Linked DNA regions of Macaca mulatta: region 1 is linked to region 2. A link is a contact called in public Hi-C data. All regions are on one chromosome and are shown on one strand. The core of a region is the stretch at or near the end of the contact, and the rest is flanking DNA. Distances in the headings are between cores, read along the strand shown. Region 1 holds the start of LOC695031 (retinoic acid early transcript 1E). Region 2 holds the start of LRP11 (LDL receptor related protein 11).

Evidence for each region. Hi-C and Micro-C count contacts between places; a contact is called where the count stands out from the background.
Region 1: a Hi-C map of cortical neurons shows a contact between it and region 2, with 3 times the contacts expected there. The contact joins the promoter of LOC695031 here to the promoter of LRP11 in region 2. A contact is called at or near these places in 8 of 14 Hi-C or Micro-C datasets (CD4 T cells, blood, cortical neurons and 4 more).

The regions. Positions count from the first base shown.
Region 1 is chr4:68,410,643-68,415,143 of T2T-MMU8v2.0, forward strand. It overlaps LOC695031 (retinoic acid early transcript 1E), which reads right to left and starts at 1,382. Exons shown (of 7, transcript XM_077999519.1): 1 at 1,277-1,382. It overlaps LOC144340299 (a long non-coding RNA gene), which reads left to right and starts at 4,131. Exons shown (of 4, transcript XR_013416240.1): 1 at 4,131-4,398.
Region 2 is chr4:68,372,755-68,377,025 of T2T-MMU8v2.0, forward strand. LRP11 (LDL receptor related protein 11) reads right to left here and starts at 2,982. Exons shown (of 7, transcript XM_028847205.2): 1 at 2,040-2,982. The coding sequence starts at 2,652.

The DNA.
Region 1 (4,501 bases), core at 132-2,631, 36 kb after region 2:
TTTCTACAAGTCTGATGACTCACAGGAAGGAGCACAGCAGGCCTGTACTTGGGTCCTGACATCTGGGATGCTGACCTAACACTGAAGAAAAAGAAAGAGCTGCAGATAGGCTGGGAAAAACATAAGGAAATGGGAAGGGGGCCCTTCCACCTTTGTTGCCCTCTGTGGTCCTGAATCCCAGCTTGGCATGAGCCAACATGGGGATGGGAAGGAATAGCCATATTCTAACTGCAAAATGTCAGCTTCAGGCAGTGGCTTCCAAACCGAAATGATGGCTACATATGAAGTAGATTTTTGTTTGTTTTGTTTTTTGAGACCAGGTCTTGCTCTGTTGTCCAGATGGAGTGCAGTGGCATGAGCACGGCTCATTGCATCCTTGAACTTCCGGGCTCAATCAGTCCTCCCACTTCAGCCTCCAGAATAGCTGGGACTACAGGTGTGAGCCCCCACACCCAGCTAATTTTTAAATTTTTGGTGTAGAGACAGGTCTCATCACATTGCCTTGGCTGATCTTAAACTCTGGGCTCAAGCAATCCTCCCTACTCAGCCTCCCAAAGTGTTGGGATTACAGGAGTGAGCCACCACACCCGGCTGAAGTGGAATTTTAATTGAAGTAAGAAGCAGATGATAAGGAAAGAGGAACCAATAATTACATGTAGTCCCCGGAAGCCCGTTGCTATAAAGAACTTTCAGCCTGAAGTCCCAAGAGAGACGAAAATTTTAAAATGAATTGGACTGCATTTTTCAATCCCTGAAAATGAGTCACAGCCTTTTTGTGGCAGTGTGCCCTGGGCTTCTAACCATCCTCTCCCTGCCCAGCTGCCTTGAGATCCCGGCCAATTGTTTCAACACCCAGGCTGGGAATGCCAAGGCCCGGCAGAGCGAGGCTGTGGAAGCCTTGGCATAAGTGGAGGGGACGATCTGAGGGAGAATGAGACAAGAGAAGTTGGAAGGAAGGAGTTAGGGCAGGAGAGCAAGGAGAAATCCCTGTCCCCCAAATTGGAGAGAGGGGCGATTGGGACTCCAGACTGGCGGGAGGCACGGATCCCTGAGTGTTTGGTGTGGAGGCAGAGGACCCGCAGAGCCACCCCTGTCCTCCCTGCCTTATCCAGCGTCCCCGCCCCCACACCCCCAGCAGCTCCCCCAACCCCACTTTTACTTCATTGCCCCTGGTTCTCTCACCACCCAAGCCCCTGCTTTCCTCCTTCACTCCCAAACATGCACATGTTCTCTCTGCACTGGTGTTTGGAACACCGGCCACCCTCCACCCCACTACCTTGTGCCAGCAGGAGACGTTTGTCCTTCTGCCGTCTCTAGGATGGAGAGGCCTGAGGTGACTGCTTTCTTCCTCAGAGTCTCTGGGCAAACTCTCTGAGGAGCAGAAAACAGTTCAGTCTCCCTGGGCGTGGAGAGGCCGGCCTAGCAGAACACCCACCCAGCATGCAAACCTGGTGGGGCCACCTGTCAACTGTCACGTGTAAGTGATTCTAGGACAGGGCTCCTCGTCAGGAACTGGGTCCAGTTCAGTACTAGATTCGTCATCAGTAAATGGACCAAGACCAGGCTCAAGTCCCAGCCACGAAATTCTAGAAAGGACTTAATGTAATTTTAGCAGTTGTTGGAGACCAGCATGTAATGGCACACATATGTTTTCCTTAATAGGCCTAGGTGGGGGACCCCACCTTTTTTCAGGGTTTAGGCCTCTGCAGGTCCTGGCCTGGCTGTGACAGTGGCCCTACCTCATGTCCGGTGGGTGCTGGCGCCCTCTGTTGCCTGGTTTCTGTGCGAACACGGCACTACCGTCCTGCACTCTGGAGGCCTGGAGCTCCTGCCCGCTGAGCTCCTGTTCCCACTGTGTGTCGCTCAACCTCACTGTTTTCTTCTTGCAACTCCATTCCCCTCCGCAACTGGAAGACCAGCTCTTCTCCTGAGTCTTCCTTAAAAGACACCCTGCCTACTTCCTTACAAAGCCCCCACCAAAGTAACACCAGCTACTTGTGAATATAGCCAACTTTACTGAAGGTTTAGAGGTTGTGTGGTAAGGCTGTGAAGAATTAAAAAAAAAAAAATCACCTATTTGCAGGACCTCTTTCTTATCTCTTCTTTGGACTAGAAATAAAATATCTATGATTTGACCACACTGTCATCTAGTACTTGACCCTGGTTCTAGGCCACTGTCCTCCTGGCCAGGGTGATTGCAGTCCTGCCCTCCTTGGTTCTCCATGCCTGTCCCCACCTCCCAAATGACTACAGAGCAGCCAGAGTGATCCTTCAGAACCTCACCACTCATACCCCTCCTCTGCTCCAAACCCTCCAAAAGTGCCCCTTTTCTCTCAGTAAAACCAAAGTCACTATAGACACTTAGAGAACCCTGCGCAGTCTGGTCAGCTGTCCTCTATGCCCCCTCGCTTGCTCAGTTCCGACCTCCACCCTCGGCCTCCTTGCTGGTCTTCAGAGCCCTGCAGATGTCCCCATGCCTTGGGACTTTGCGTTGCCCTCCCCTCAGCATAGACTGCCTTTCAGGCATCTGCCCAGCTCACTCCCACTCCTGCTTCCACGCCTGGTTCTCCCTGCCCCTCCCATTTGGAATCCTTGTGTTCATTTCTTTCTTTCTTTTTAAAAATTGTGGTATAATTCATGTAACACGATTTTTCATCTTAACCATTGTTAAATGTAAAGTCCCCTATTTCATAATGCGAGACCTCTGCCTGCCCAGGCCATCCTGGACCTTCTTCACCTGAACTTGTTCCCCTAAAGCAATGACCACTTTAAACATAACTTTAGTAAGCCAGGCCCGGTGGCTCATGCCTGTAATCCCAGCACTTTGGGAGGTCAGGGCCACTGGATCACCTGAGGTTGAGAGTTTGAGACCAGCCTGGCCAACATGGTGAAAACCCATCTCTACTAAAAATACAAACATTAGCCGGGTGTGGTGGCCAGCGCCTATATTCCCACCTACTCGGGATACTGAGGCAGGAGAATCACTTGAACCCAGGAGGCGGAGGTTGCAGTGAGCTGAGATCATGCTACTCCTTTGCAGCCTGGGCAACAGAATGAGACTCTATCCCAATAAATAAACAATCAAGCAAACCTTATTAGCTTTTAATTGTGGCTGCAACAAATTACTGCAAACTTAGTGGCTTAAAACAGCACACATTCATTCCTTTACTATTCTGGAGCTCAGAAGTCTGAACAGTCTCACGGGGCTAACGTCACTGTGCTGTCAGGGCTGTGTTCCTTCGGGACGCTCTTGGTGAGAACCTGTCTCCTCCTCGCCTTTTCCAGCTGCTCCAGCTGCCCACATCCATGGCTCAGGGCCCCATTTCCTCATCTTCAAAGGCAGCTCCACCAGGCTGAGTCCTGGTTCACACGAGAACTCCACCCCTGCCTGGCTGGTTCTCCCAGGGCAGCTGATCGGCCACATTAACTCCGTCTGCAGCTTTCACCGCCCTTTCCATGTACCCAACACAGAGGTTCCAGGGACTGGATCTGCCATCCTGGGGGTTGGAGAGGGAATTATTCTGCCCAACACACATACCATATAATTTACATGTCTATCCATTTAAAATTTCTATCTCTTACTAGAATGCCATTTCTATGAAGACACAAACCTCATACAAGGCATAGAAAACAGACACCTTGGGGTGAAGGGGCTCAGATGGGCCCCCTGGCTCAGAAAACAAGGAGAGGTGTCAGGGCAGCTTCCTTGGGTCTCCAGCCTTCACAGCCGGGGCCTCCCAGGCAGGTTCCAGCAGCAGCAGCAGCAGCAGCAGCAGCAGCAGCAGCAGCAGCAAAAGAGATGTGGTGGGCAGCGTCAGGCGTTGGTGAGATTCCTGACACAGTTCAGTAGGAAAGAAACTTCCTAAACCGAGCTCACCTCAAGGAAGCTGGAGATGTATGCCACCTTACAAATGAAATACAAATTTAGTTGGGCAAAACTCCAATCAGGGCTCAGAGCACTTTCCTTTTGCAGGTTTTGTGCAGGTTACAAGGGACCCACTTCTGTGTCTGGTCCGCTGCTCTGTCCTCTGACTTGCCAGGGTGGGGTACTCATTGGCCTCCAGACTCCACCCACTTTTCTGGTTGCACCCAGTTTCCACCTCCAAGTCACACCTAAGACTGCTGCTTCTTTTGTTGTTATTTTCTCAGCCCAGCAGAAATTCTAACATTCACCAAGTCGTCCCTGCTCAGGCTACTGGAGAAGGAGCCTCTGAGGAAAATCTTGGCGCAAGAAGAAGATCTCCCGCCTGGATTTCCAGCACACTCTGTTTTCTGAGAATTCCTGAGTTTCTTTGGCCATTGTCACAGGGGTCTGCCACACAGCTACCCCCTGGCCGAGGTGGCCCCTGGCACCTCAGAGAGCTTTACTTTTCCAGGAAGACCCTGCCCAGGAAGAAGGTAGCAAATATTTTCTTATTGTTCGTTGCTTACGATGCCTTGGATGTTGTGTTGATTGTGCCATTTTGATTCCAAGAAAGCAGACCTGGCAAAGAGTTAGGAA
Region 2 (4,271 bases), core at 1,732-4,231:
TCTGCATTTCATTATCAGACCGTGAGAAAAAGCAGCCAGATCTTGTCCATCCAGGAACAAGGAGATTTATGTGAGGGGCCTGGGGCTCTTAGAGATGGGGCTTTTCTGAATGAGAATGCTACTGCCAGTCACAAAGGGAAGATGCCTTTTTTTTTCTTTTTTTAAAGCATATTACAAGGAATTAAGCACAGTTGCTTTTTACATGCTATTGCTAACTATGGAGAAGACATGTCCCATTTTTCCAGTCACTTAAGAGTGAGGACTAGTAACTGTGATTTAAATAAGCCAAGTAAACAACCCCCTACCTAGGAAGAAACTTGTTCTTCTGCCTTTTTCCACCTCTGAGGAGACACGGGGTTTTGCATGTTGCCCAGGCTGGTCTCTAACTCTTGGCCTCAAGTGATTCACCCGCCTTGGCCTCCCAAAGTGCTGGGGTTAGTTATGAGCCACCGTGCCCAGCCTCTTAATCTAAACTTTAAATTTTTTTTCTATGGCATATTCTTTCCTTGTTTGTTTTCCTTCTAAAAGGTTTCCTCTGGGTTTATAGGAAAGCTCACGTAGGCAGTATCAGTTTCTTCCAGGTAAGTAGTGAGAACACAGAGAAGAGACTTTGTTTCTTTGCTGCCGGGATATTTTGGTCTGTGTTTGGGCAGAGAGGATGTGTGTGGAACAGCCGTCGTGGGCCTCAGCGATGCTGGTGGGGGTCCAAGTGAAAGTGCCACCTGCCCCCACTTCAGCGGGAAAGCTACGGAGTCCTTCCCAGTGTTTGCCTCAAGGCCAAGCAGTCACAGGGTGACCCTTTAATACCTGCTCCCCTGACAAGGGTTCTGAGCCTCATCTAACCTAGAGGTGGGGAGGGAGGCAGGATGTGATAGACTTGATGGACACAGATTTCCCGACTCTTTTAATGGATCCACAGGTTTTGGAGAATGCACACTTCCAAAGTGGCTGAGTTCTGCCCCCATCTTGCTGATATCATTCGTGCTATTACGAATCAAACAGCAACAGGGCAAGATTAAACACACAGAGCATGACCACACGTTGGCACAATCAAGGTCTCTTATTCCCTCCATGACATTCATGTCCAACCACAACCATTTTTGTGCCTTCTGTATGTGTCCTGATTCTCTCCTTCAGAGCATCTACAAAAAGTCAAACCGTCGAGTCAGCATCATTTTTAGTCCTTAAGAAACATGCTTTAAAGTTTCCTATTTTCTTTTTCTTTTTTCTTTTTTTTTTAAGACGGAGTTTCGCTCTTGTGGCCCAGGCTGGAGTGCAATAGCCCGATCTTGGCTCACTGCAACCTCCGCCTCCTGGGTTCATGCGATTCTCCCGTCTCAGCCTCCCAAATAGCTGGGATTACAGGCGCATGCCACCAGGTCTGGCTAATTTTTGTATTTTTAGTAGAGATGGGGTTTCATCACATTGGTCAGGCTGGTCTCAAACTCCTGACCTCAGGTGATCCGCCCGCCTCGGCCTCCCAAAGTGCTGGGATTATTGGCATGAGCCACCACGCCCGGCCTTAAAGTTTCCTATTTTCAATGAAAATCAAGTCCCTTCTTTTCACTTTTTATAAAAGGGAGCAGTAGTTTTCCTCCCATTTTTGTATGATGAAAGCCACCGCAAGCAGTCAGGAGAGCCACGTTAAGAAACAGGAGTGGGTGTTATAAGAAGCCCGGCATCTAATTAGATTTTGCTCTTGCAATTACGTAATAGAAACCATGCCTTATACAACCCATGAGACTAAAACAAACTTTTTTCTCTGAGTTTTTCTCCTCTTTTAAATCATATTTCCACGAATCCTCTCAGATCAGCCTTCCTCTTCAAGCCTAGAAAAATTCCAGTAGCACCTCAACGCGCCCCCCCACTTCTGCCAATCTACTGGGCTTCCTCTTAAGACAGAAAAACCCATGCCGGAAACTCCTCTGGGTGCCCGCGGCTAAAATAACTTGACACCAGTGTGTTTCGTTCCAACTTGGCGAGGGCGCTGCGGGACCCGAGCGCTCTGGCCAAGGCCAGCCCCTCAGTCGTGCGCTTACCCAGCCGGGGTGAGGCTCGCGCTGTGGCCAGGGCGGCGCCGTCCGGGGCGCGGCTGAGGCTGTAGCTGCTGTAGCCGCGGTGCAGCGCGAACTTGCAGACGTTGCGGCCGCGCGCCGTGCAGTTGAAGAGGTAGCAGCCGAGCACGGCGGCCGGGGGCGAGGGCCGCCGGGGGAGCTCCACCACGGCCACGGAGCAGCGCGGCTCGGAGCAACAGGCCGCCACGCATTGCCGCCAGCCCCGCACGGCCGCCGGCGCCCGCAGGAAGCTGGCACCCGCCGCCAGGGAGTCCTTGGTGCGGATGATGGCGTCCGGCATGGCGCTGTAGCCGCCGCCGCCCGGACCCGGGCAGTCCTCTTGGGGGCCGCCGCCCGAGCGCAGCTCCAGCTCCAACTCCTCCTGCGGCCGCTCCTGCTGCAGCTGCCGGCGGAACTCCTCCAGCAGCTGCCCCACGCCCGACAGCTGCGCGTGCAGTTCGGACAGCGGCGCCGCAGGCGGCAAGGCCGCGCGGCCGCTCGGCAGCCACAGGCAGAGCAGCAGCAGCCCGCGTAGCGCCCCGTGACGCGGCGGTCGCCGGCGCCGCGAGCCCGCGCTCTCCCGGGCGGTGGAGGCCATGGCGGCCGGCAGCCGAGGGCAGCGAGCCGAGGCGGGGACGCGGGCGCCCGCGAGCGCGGGCCCTGTGCCCCTCCTGCGCGGCCGCGGCTGACTCTAGGCCCCGGCCTCACAGCGCGGCACCCCCGGAACCTGGCTGCTTCCCCGAGGCCGCGGGCGCGCGGGCGCCGGCGTGAACCGCAGTAGCTGGAGGCATAGCCGGCCCAGCCGGGCACCGCTCCTTGCCTTCGCCGGAGGCTGCGCGGCGCTCTGCGCCTCTCCGCCCCGGCCCGCGGCGCTCTGGGTGGCGGCGAGTCGGCTGCGTAGCTGATCAGCACCAGGTGTGCGAACAGTGGCCGCGGCGAGGTGGAGCCTTGGTGAGCCCCGCCCCTCCGCGCGGCCCCGCCCCCGCGCGTCTTGCGCCGGCTCCTCCAGGGCTGGGGGAGCCGGCTCAGGGGAGGGCAGCCTCAGAACTGCTGTACTCCCGCGCCGCTTCCCAGCCAGGGCAGGGTTCATGTCTGGGCCCAGCAGGCTTTAGCAACCAGCTAGACCTGCCCAGGGCGCCTGTCCACAGGGGCCTGGCACTCGGGAGAACAGGGGCAGTGGGAAGGGAGGGCGTCTCTTCAAATCCTCGTGACCCCAGGGACTACTCCAGAGAGGGGGCACGCGCACCTAGGACCACCGTACAGCCTCCTGAGCCCTTCACCTCCAGCGTCCCTGACTTTCCGCATCAGGTTCCCAAGATGTGCTTGGGTAGTACAAAGTGGGGCGGGGTTAGGGGTGGCGGAGTCGGGGCCTGGTGGGGTGGGGGTGGGAAGTACTGAAAGATATTCAGTCTATTTAAAAACACAAAAATCAAGCCTGGTGAGCTGGTGCTCGCCTGTAAGTCCTGAGGCTGAGCTGGGAGGATCGCTTGGGCCCAGGAGTTCGAGACTGCCATGAACTATGATCACACCACTGCATTCCAGCCTGGGGGCCAGAACAAGACCCTGTCTTTAAAAATAAAAACAAAACCCATAAAAAGCAGTCGTTGTGTGTGACAACATGCACTCATATTTCCACAAATATAACTAAAAATCTGAACAGAGCCAACGTGGGGACCTGGGAGTAATCTCTACAACCTGTGACGGAGAGGCGTTTAGCTGTTAGATCACGTAAAATCTCGGGAGTTGTGCTTTAAATGACATAAGGAATAAGAAAATGTCCAACCCAGTGGGGGCTTCACCTTGGAGTTCTAGACTTCTGTGAGCAGCGTCTGCCTCTTGTTTATTTCTGAATCAGTTTCTGTTGATTCATTTTTCTCCTGATTATGGATCACATCTTTATGGTTTTTAGCCTGTCCGGAAATTTTTGCGTGGATGCGCACTTTGTAAGTAGAACATTGTTAAGTGTCTATATTGTAGGAGGGAAAGAATAAATAATTGGATGGGAAAATATCAGTCTCTGCTATGTTTTTATTATCTCCAGAGCTGACATTTAGGAACCCATTGCTTGCAGGTCCAGACCAGAGTGGGAGGTGAAATTAAAAGGCAGAAATAGAAAAGAAATAAAAAAGCTCAATGTTACTCGCCATTCCATGAAAGGGAGAAATTATAAAGTTTTTGCAGGGCTATATTTGAGTGATTTCTGAGGCTGAAAGAAAT